Regions from separate parts of the Pan troglodytes genome. Here all the other regions are linked to region 2. A link is a contact called in public HiChIP or PLAC-seq data. All regions are on one chromosome and are shown on one strand. The core of a region is the stretch at or near the end of the contact, and the rest is flanking DNA. Distances in the headings are between cores, read along the strand shown.

What was found. HiChIP or PLAC-seq counts read pairs in DNA pulled down with a chosen protein or histone mark.
Region 1: a contact with region 2 is called in an H3K4me3 HiChIP or PLAC-seq map of stem cell-derived excitatory neurons, with 4 times the contacts expected there. The contact joins the promoter of ATP6V0C here to the promoter of ABCA3 in region 2. A contact is called at or near these places in 1 of 7 Hi-C or Micro-C datasets (stem cell-derived neural progenitor cells) and 1 of 1 datasets of contacts at active chromatin or transcription factors (stem cell-derived excitatory neurons).
Region 3: an H3K4me3 HiChIP or PLAC-seq map of stem cell-derived excitatory neurons shows a contact between it and region 2, with 2.6 times the contacts expected there. The contact joins the promoter of NTN3 here to the promoter of ABCA3 in region 2. A contact is called at or near these places in 1 of 7 Hi-C or Micro-C datasets (induced pluripotent stem cells) and 1 of 1 datasets of contacts at active chromatin or transcription factors (stem cell-derived excitatory neurons).

What each region holds. Positions count from the first base shown.
Region 1 is chr18:5,124,790-5,127,489 of NHGRI_mPanTro3-v2.0_pri, forward strand. It overlaps ATP6V0C (ATPase H+ transporting V0 subunit c), which reads left to right and starts at 1,401. Exons shown (of 3, transcript XM_510748.7): 1 at 1,401-1,736. The coding sequence starts at 1,658.
Region 2 is chr18:4,951,947-4,954,646 of NHGRI_mPanTro3-v2.0_pri, forward strand. It overlaps ABCA3 (ATP binding cassette subfamily A member 3), which reads right to left and starts at 1,334. Exons shown (of 33, transcript XM_016928621.4): 1 at 1,142-1,334. LOC134808729 (a long non-coding RNA gene) reads left to right here and starts at 1,408. Exons shown (of 2, transcript XR_010152235.1): 1 at 1,408-1,942.
Region 3 is chr18:5,079,936-5,082,696 of NHGRI_mPanTro3-v2.0_pri, forward strand. It overlaps NTN3 (netrin 3), which reads left to right and starts at 1,361. Exons shown (of 6, transcript XM_003314927.6): 1 at 1,361-2,761.

The DNA.
Region 1 (2,700 bases), core at 151-2,650, 170 kb after region 2:
GAGGGTGGCAGGCCACGCAGCACAGAGGTCCACTTGGACAGCCTGACAGATGTCCTTCTGCTTAGAGAAATGGCGGTCACCAGTGACCTTGGCAAGGGCAAGGAGCTGGGGAGGGAAGGGCAGGTGAGGAGGTGGAGACAGAGTGAAGATTCCTCTTCTCAGAAACAAGGGCCGGGCAAGAAAGAGGGAGGAGCAGAAAGGGCCTCTGGCCATATCTGTTGCCTCCTCTCCTTTGAACCAGGACAGACTTAGGGACTTTCACGGGCTGCAAGTTCCAAGAGTGGCAGACCCAGGCTAGCCTGGGGAAGGGGCTTGAGGGAGGCTCCTGCTGGGGAAGGTGGGGCTGAGTCCAGCAGGAGGGCCAGACCAGGGGCCATGACCCCATTGCCTACGTAGAGAAGGTGGTGAGCCAGCATCCAGGCTACTCAGGGAGAGCTCTAACCCAGGATGAGGCCTTAGAGCTCAAAGGACACTCAGGCCTGGTGGCAGCTGCCCAGGGCCCCTGAAAGGGGGAATGGAGATCAGGCAGAGGGGGTGCCAGGGACTGCCACACAGGATCAGTAGGGCAGCGCCAGCCCTGGCTGGGCTGCTTTCACAGCTGCGGGAAGCGCTCCAACTGCTCCAGAAAGACAGAAAGATGGCCCTGAAGGTGCAGGATTTGCGTGCGTGGGTGGCTGCAAGGACAGGTGGGAGGACCAGGACGCCAGAACGTGCAGAGCCCGGGGGGCCTCGAGAGGTCGCAGTTCCGACAGGGCTTCCACCAGTCATGCCTACATCTTGAGGGACAGAGACACACCCCACTAATGTTTGGGTCCCTGATGCAAAGGCAGAGACAGGTGCGGGGAGGGGGTCCTTTTTCTCCGAAGCGAGAGGTGAAGTCACCAACCGCTTGGTCAGAGGCAGTAGGTCTGGGTCTGGAGGAGACTGGGGACAGGGTGGAGGGAGGTGACCGCAGCCACGGGCTGGGACTTCACAGGTGTGGGCTGGGGGCTTTTCCGGACGCTGTGGCAGAGGAGGCCCGCGCGCCGCACTTCTGCTGGGACCCTTAGCTCGCCCAGGATTGGTAGGGAGATCCTGGAAGACCAGCGCCCGGAGGAGTGAGGCCCCGTCTTGGGGACAAGGCCGCGAAACCACGGCCTGCAGCTGCACGCCAGGGGTACAAAGAAAAGCGTCGCCGGGAACCGAACACCTGCAGACGACGCGCAGCCGCAGAGGAGGCGGGGCGCCGAGGCCCCGCCCCGTATGCTAATGAAGCACACACCACACCGCCCCGCCCCGGCGCGAGACCGGTCCAACGCTGCGGAGATCCAGAGGCCGGCGGCGCCCGGAAACACCCGCGGAGGCCAAGGCGGGGCGGTGCCGGGCGCCGGGGCCGGGTCGCTGGGCGGGCGGCACAGCCCGGGGGAGGTCAACGGGCCGGTCGGGCGTCCCGGGGACGCGTCTCCCCCACGGTGCGAAGTGGTACGGCTCGCAGGGGCGGGGCCCAGGTCATGTGACGCGGACGCGGCCGCCATTTTGTTCTGCGGTGCTGGTATTTAGAGCGCAGCGGCTGACGGGCCGGATCGCCTTCGCCGCCGCCCGCCCGCAAACCTTCGTGCCCGGCCCGTCCTCGCCCCCGCCTCGGCCCGCAGAGCTTGCCCCCTCCCCACCCGCAGACATGTCCGAGTCCAAGAGCGGCCCCGAGTATGCTTCGTTTTTCGCCGTCATGGGCGCCTCGGCCGCCATGGTCTTCAGCGGTGAGCGCGGCGGCGGGAGGGACTCGGGGGCGGGGGCGCGCGCGTTGCTCATGCCCGCAGCTCGCCGGGGTCCGGTGTGTGACGTCACTCTGACGTAATCCCGAGCGGTCGGGGGCGCCCGGGCCCCGTGTGACAGCGGGCGGGGGTCGGCGCCCCGAGGGCTGCGGGGAGCCGCCGGGGGTCAGGGGCGCAGGGCGTGCGGGCTTGGCCGGGGTGTGAGTCTCGGGGGTCCGGGCCGGCGGCCCTGCCAGCCGGGTCGTGCGGTTGCGGGGGTGGGGCGGCGGCGCCGCTGCCATATTAGCCCCGGGAGCGGCGAGAGGGAGGCTGGGGTGGGGGCGCGAGGGGGGCGGCGCGAGGGGGGCCGATTCTGCGGGCAGGTGACATCACACCTCGAAGGCCCCAGTGCGCGGGCGGCGGCGCGGGTCCGGCCCAGGAACGCCCAGCCGGTCGCTGGAGCTTTCCGGCTGGTGGGGAGCCCATGTCCCCCACGGGAGGTCCTCAGCCCTCGCCCTTATGGCGGCCGGCCCCGGGGGTCAGGTGGGTCTCACCCACAGGCAGGTACTTCCGGTTGGAGCTGGTTACGGTTGCCCAATACCCGTGTCGCTGTGTAGGCTGTTTGGGAAAGCTGGGCTGAGGGCTTGGTTCGGAGAGCCCGCGGAGACCCGGGTGGGAGTGTGTGGAAGTGGAGGGAGCGGGGAGACAGCAGCATCGGCGCTGGCGGGGCTGTGTAGCTTGCAGAGGGGTCTGTGCTCTGAGGTGGGTGAGAGGGTGGCATGGGTGTCCGAGTTTATGGGATCCAGTCGTTGCCCTCAGGACTGAGGCTTCCAGTTCTGGTCCTAATGAATGGAGGGGTGAATGAATGACCTTCCTTTCCTTCCCTGAGGCCTGAAGTTGGGAGGGGCTTCCCTGGGCTTGGAGAAGGGGCCTTCTAGGGTTCTTGGTGGCACCCTGCTTTTGAAATTGG
Region 2 (2,700 bases), core at 84-2,583:
AAATGAAAGTGTGGGGGAGATTCCCATGACATCCATTTTTATCTATTTTTCCCTTTCTCTTACATTTCCCACGAGGCAAACTTTCTAAAACAGTCTTAGTCTTTTCAAGTTTACAAAAGGCAGCACCCAGACTATCTGAATAAAATGACGGGATGCCCGGGAGAAGAGTGAACCTCTCCCACGTGCTCCCTGCTTGGGCTCCATGCTGTCGCGGGGTCTCGGCTACTCACTCAGCGGGCATTTCTGGAGTTCCAGGAACACAAACCCCAACAAGATCCAATCGATGCCTTCCCGGAGTGCACAGTCCAGCACGTAACCCGGAGAACAAGCGGCAATTACCCCCTGAGGACATGGCTTCATCTGTGCGACAGACACCAAGCACCTTCCCCACGCCCCTGACCATAAGGCCGTCCCGGCCCTTCTGAAGCGTGGAGCCGGCTAGGAACAGAGCCAAGACACACGGACGCGATGCACACAGACGTCCTGACGGAGGGCGCCGAGAACGCGGCCCCGGCGACTGCCACAAGCCACTCCGCCTGGACTAGCGGCTCCCCTTTCCCGCTCCCACACAGTGGACGGCGCAGCAAACGCCCGCCGCGGACCGTGGGCCTTGGATTCGGATTTGGAGGCTCCTCGGAACCAGGGGGTGGGAGCAGGCGGAATCCAACCCGGGCGGCTTTGCCACCGCGCGCCCGGCATCCCTGCGGCCGGAAAGCGGCGCCATCTCCGCAAGTGCGCGGCAGACGCCTGCATCCCTCGGGCCCGGGGCTGTCGGTCGCTACATATCCACCTTCTGGGCGCACACAGAGGGCCCGGGCCGTGCCGAGTCTCGGCAGGGTTGAGCTTCCCCGCGCGGCGCGGGTTCAGGCACTGCCCGCAGTGCGGGACACGCCCAAGGCTCGGATGGGAGCCGACGCTGAGGGAGCGGCACCTGCAGGGAGCACCCGGAGCCGAGGCCGCGGCGGGAGGGGCGGGCGCGGCCGGCGGGGATGCGGGGTCGCGGGAGGGGCCCGCAGGCCAGGCCGGAGCTGGGGGCGGCCCGAGGCCCGAGGTGGCCGGCGAGGGTGGGAAGGGCGGACCCGGGTGGGGACCGCAAGCCCCGGGAACGAGGGCGCGAGCGGCGGGTCCCGGCGGCACTCACCGAGCCTGGGCGCCGGGGCGGCGGCGGCCGGCGCGCGGCCCTCTCGCGGGGTCCCCTCCCTCGGCCACCCGGGCTCCGCTCCAGCCTCGCAGTGGCGGCGGCAATGACAGCTGCGTGGCCGCCCTGGAGGGGAGGGTGCGCCTGCAACCCGCTACTGGCGGACGCAGCGGCCGCTCCGGCTCCTGCAGGGGGCGCCGTGGATGGCGCGTGCGCAGTCGGCCGCCCCTGCAGGTGCCCGGTCCACCCCCGGCCGCCTCGGCCGCTCCGGCCAGCCCAACCCCGCGCCTGCGCGGTGCCCCCTGCATGTCGCCCATGCCCGGCAGAGGGCGCTCTGGGTTGCGCGTGCGCAGTCGGCCACCCTGCGAGTACGCGGTTCCCACCCGGCCGCGCGGCAGCCCGTGCCTGCGCACTGCTCTGTGCCCGCGCCTATGTCCAGCAGGGGGCGCGCAGCGGCGGTAGCCGAGCGAGGGCGCGGTGGCCTCTGACAGGAATGACTCTGCGCACGTGGGTTTCACAGCAGTGGAAGTCTTCACACCCGGAAACTCGACTTTGGCCGTTTCTCCATTTCTCCTTACGCACTGTCTTTCCTTGGGCCCTCGTCACTCCTGGCACCGAGGGAAGGGCTTCCCCGCCTCTGGCAGGGCGCTGGGGCGCGACCGAAGGCAAGGCGGCGGCGAGGAACCTTCTGGAATTCGGCCGTCGGGGCAGGCGTCGAGTTTACAGGAGAAGGCGCGGTGTCCCGGGATGAGCGGAGTCGCCCTCAGTTAAGGAGCGAGGAAGGCCTCGGGGGTCCCCAGCCGGGTAGGAGTCACCTCAGGCAGGAGGGCCCGGCCTTGTCGGGGTCACCTGGCGGGAGGGTCCCGGGGTGGGGCGGGGCCGCCTGTGAGGAGGGTCCAGAGAGGGTCGGGGTCACCTGAGGGGAGGGTGGGGGCGTTCGGGGAGGGTTGGGGTCACCCGACGGGATGGTCTGGGGAGGGTCGGGGTCACCTGAGGGGAGGGTCGGGGAGGGTCCGGAGAGGGTCGGGGTCACCTGAGGAGATGGTCCGGGGAGGGTCGGGGTCACCTCACGAAGCGAGCGGAACGGGGTCACCTGGAGGGAGTGTCCAGGGCGGGGGCCCTGCAGGGAGTCGCCTGCAGGGAGGGTCCCGGGCGTGTCACATTAGGCGGTCCCAGGGACGGGTCGCGGTCTAACGGGAGGGGAGTGGGGAGGTGGGTCGGGGTGTCCCTGGGCCGGACCGGGTCGTGGGACTGGGTCGCCCCAGGCAGGAGAGCCTGGGAGGGGCGGGCCCCCTTGGCGTGGCAGGGAGAGGTGGAGTGAGGGACTCCCGGGCTCCAGCATGAGGGCGGGCGCCGCGCGGGGCCGACAGTTGCCGCGGGCCGGGGCCAATGGGTCCCCGAGCGCCGCCAGCGGCCGGACCACAGTGAGGTGCGTCCGTGGTCCCGGCGCCCCGGGTGAGGGAGGGCTGCTGCCGGTCCTGCCACTGGGAGCCGCCTGCGACCCGCACCGCCAGCCCCGCGCCCAGCCAGCCGCCGGCACCACGACCCGACGGCCCCGACCT
Region 3 (2,761 bases), core at 111-2,610, 130 kb after region 2:
AGGTAGCTTTGTGGGGGTCCTGAGGAGGCCCCAGCACAGGAGTCCAGGGCGGGAAAGACAAGCCGCCTCCTCGGACTAACGCCCGCCCACCCCGATTCCCCGCCAAAACCCAGAGGTAGCGGCTGACTCCTCGGGCTCCCGGCTGGCGTCACCGCCTCTGGAGCCAATGGGCTCTGACGTGGCGAGCCTGGAACGCCACTGGGACTGCGGCGGGCGTCCACACCACCCACCGAGCGCGGCCACCGCGTTGGCGGCATGAGCGCGCTGGAGCCTCCCCCAGCGGCGCCCGCCTCGCCCCCCGGGCCGGGTCTGGCGCACCCGGAACCCCCCGGGGCCCTGCGCGCCCTGCTCTTGGCCACCGGCGGCGCTGGGGGCTCGTGGCCTCGCTGCATTCTGCCGTTCGGTGCCGTGGCCGTGCTGGCTGGTGCGGCTGCCACGGCCATCACCTTCTCGCTGCGGGGACCCCGCCTGGACCTGGCCCAGGGCTCGTCGCTGGCCGCGCTCAGTGCGGGCCTGGGGCTTCTGACCGCCGCCTTCCTGTGCTGGCGCGCTCGGCGGAGGCGAAGGGCCGGGCGCAGGGAGCCGGGGGCGCCCTGAGCCGCGGGCGAGACCCCCTCCCATCGAGGTCACCGCGAGCCGGCCGCCCCGCCCTCCAACGTCGCCCCGGCCGGGCGGGCGCAGTGCCAAGCGCGGTCGCAGAGGCCGCCCCCCACACCCCATCCCCAAATCGTTTCTTCTGGAACCCTTTGCGCAGAGAAGGCCACCGGCCGTTTCCCTCCCTCCCTCTCTGCTTTCCCTCTCTTCCCTCCTCCGTCCAACGTCGCATTTCAGCTTTTGACTTGGCGCGCAGAGCTGGCGCGACCGCAGAGCGGCCTGGCTGGGCAGCGGTGTGCGAGGCTGGGGGATCGACCCGGCGCGAGGGTGCTGGGTGCAGGGCAGCGCGACGCGGGCTCGGCCACACCACCCGCCGTTGGGAGCCGGCGCTGTGTCTGCTCCTGGGCTGTCTGCCTTCGGAGCTCGGTTGGAAACCCCCCGAGGCATAATAGGCGCTCGATAAATGTGCAATAGGTGAACATGTGGTGGCTTGCAGGCGTCTGGGGGGAGACAGCAGGTTCTGGGCTGGGCAGGGAATTATTGGATCAACGGGCATCTTACAGGAAAGACTCTCAGCTCCCTGCCGCCTAGGACTGTCCAGCCCATCTATGCCCTCTCCCCAGCCTGTGCCCCAAAGCTGGAGCTGCCACTCTAGGGGTGAGGGGTGGGGTGGGGAGGGGGAGGCGAAGCACTGCGGCCTGAGTTGCAGGTGGGGGGAGGGGAGGCGGAGCTTCTTTGTTGCAGAAGGTGCCAGGAGGGGGCAGGGCCAGTGGAGAGGTGGGAGGTGGGAGAGGCCCCAGCCAGGGGCTGGGACAGGTGGCTGGGTCCCTGGGGAGCAATAAGTCCCGCTTGGGCGCTGTGGGGAGGCCCTTCCTAACTCCCAAACACCATCTGTGAGGGCTGGGGGTGGGGGCAGAGTAGCGTGTGCAGAGGACTGTTCCTGGGGAGAGGCCCTGTGACCAGCGGCCTCCTCCCTGGGGAGCTGGTGGTACAATGGCCCTCTGGGCCCACGGCCTCCCGCCGCTGCTGCTGACCCAGATGAACAATTGGGGCAGGGCTGAGCCCCAGGCACCTACTTTCCCCCACCCCAGAAGCCACCAGACGTTCTGCAGACCCCAGTCCTGGCTCACAGGGAAGCTGAGCTGGAGACAAAGCCAGCCCCTCTGATGAGGGTGGAAGAGGCTGCTGGCCACTGTCCCTCTTGCAGCCTGGCTGGCAGCCAGTCTGGCAGTGGCCCTGACGTCCAGAGACAGCTTGGGTTTCCCCAGAGGCTTGTCTCTGGCCAGTGGGACCCCTCTGTCAGGCCTGGGCTTTTCTCTCCACTGTCCCAGAATGATGATCTCAGCCCCCATAGTCCCCCCAGGGTTCCTCCCACCCTTAGGGTGGGGTGTCGGGGGGTGGGGGTTGGGAGCCAGAAGGACCTTGAAGAGGGTGGTTGGGACGTTTCAGGTTCTAAGCTTGACCCACAGAGCAGAGCGTGAGCCCCGTCAGGTTGAGGTCCCTCAACTTGTAAAGGACACAATTCCCATTTTCTTTATCAGGAAGCTGAGGGGCAGGGGCCCTGTGGCAGAGAGAGAGCCCCTTAGCCCTCTCTGTTCAGTCCTCCGGTGCCCCCATCTCTGTGCATCTGTGGCTGTCACATGCAGTTGTGTGGCAAGGAGAAGGTGCCCACCAGCCAGTGTCAGTTGCTCCAGGAGGCAAGCCAGGTGCCCTATCACCCTGTCTTCCCGTTCCTCCCCTCCATGGTCAGGCCCTCCTGCTCCCTCCTCTGGTCCTTCAGTTTCCCCTAGGAGGCTTCCGTGTCCTCCTGCCCCTCCTCTCCCAAACAGCGTGATGCGTCTGCCTCTCCATTCTCTTCCTCCTGGTCCTTGCTCATCTCTGGTTGTGTCCAGGGTAGCACCCACGTGGCCTCCGCCACCAGCTGCAGGCCTGGCCTCCCATCTGAAACGGGGCATTCAGGCCTCGATGCTGGCCCTGCAGGGAACTTGTTCCCTGCCCCTCCCTGGGATGCTTGGCCTCCTCTGTCAAGGACCTGAAAGTCGGAGGGGAGGAGGTTTCTCTGACCAGAGCTGTTCCTGGACCCTCTTTGGTGGTGTCGCTCCCAGGCACAGCTACCCCATCCCCAGCTAGTCCCCAGGCCACCCAGCTGGGCTTCTGCCTCAGTTTC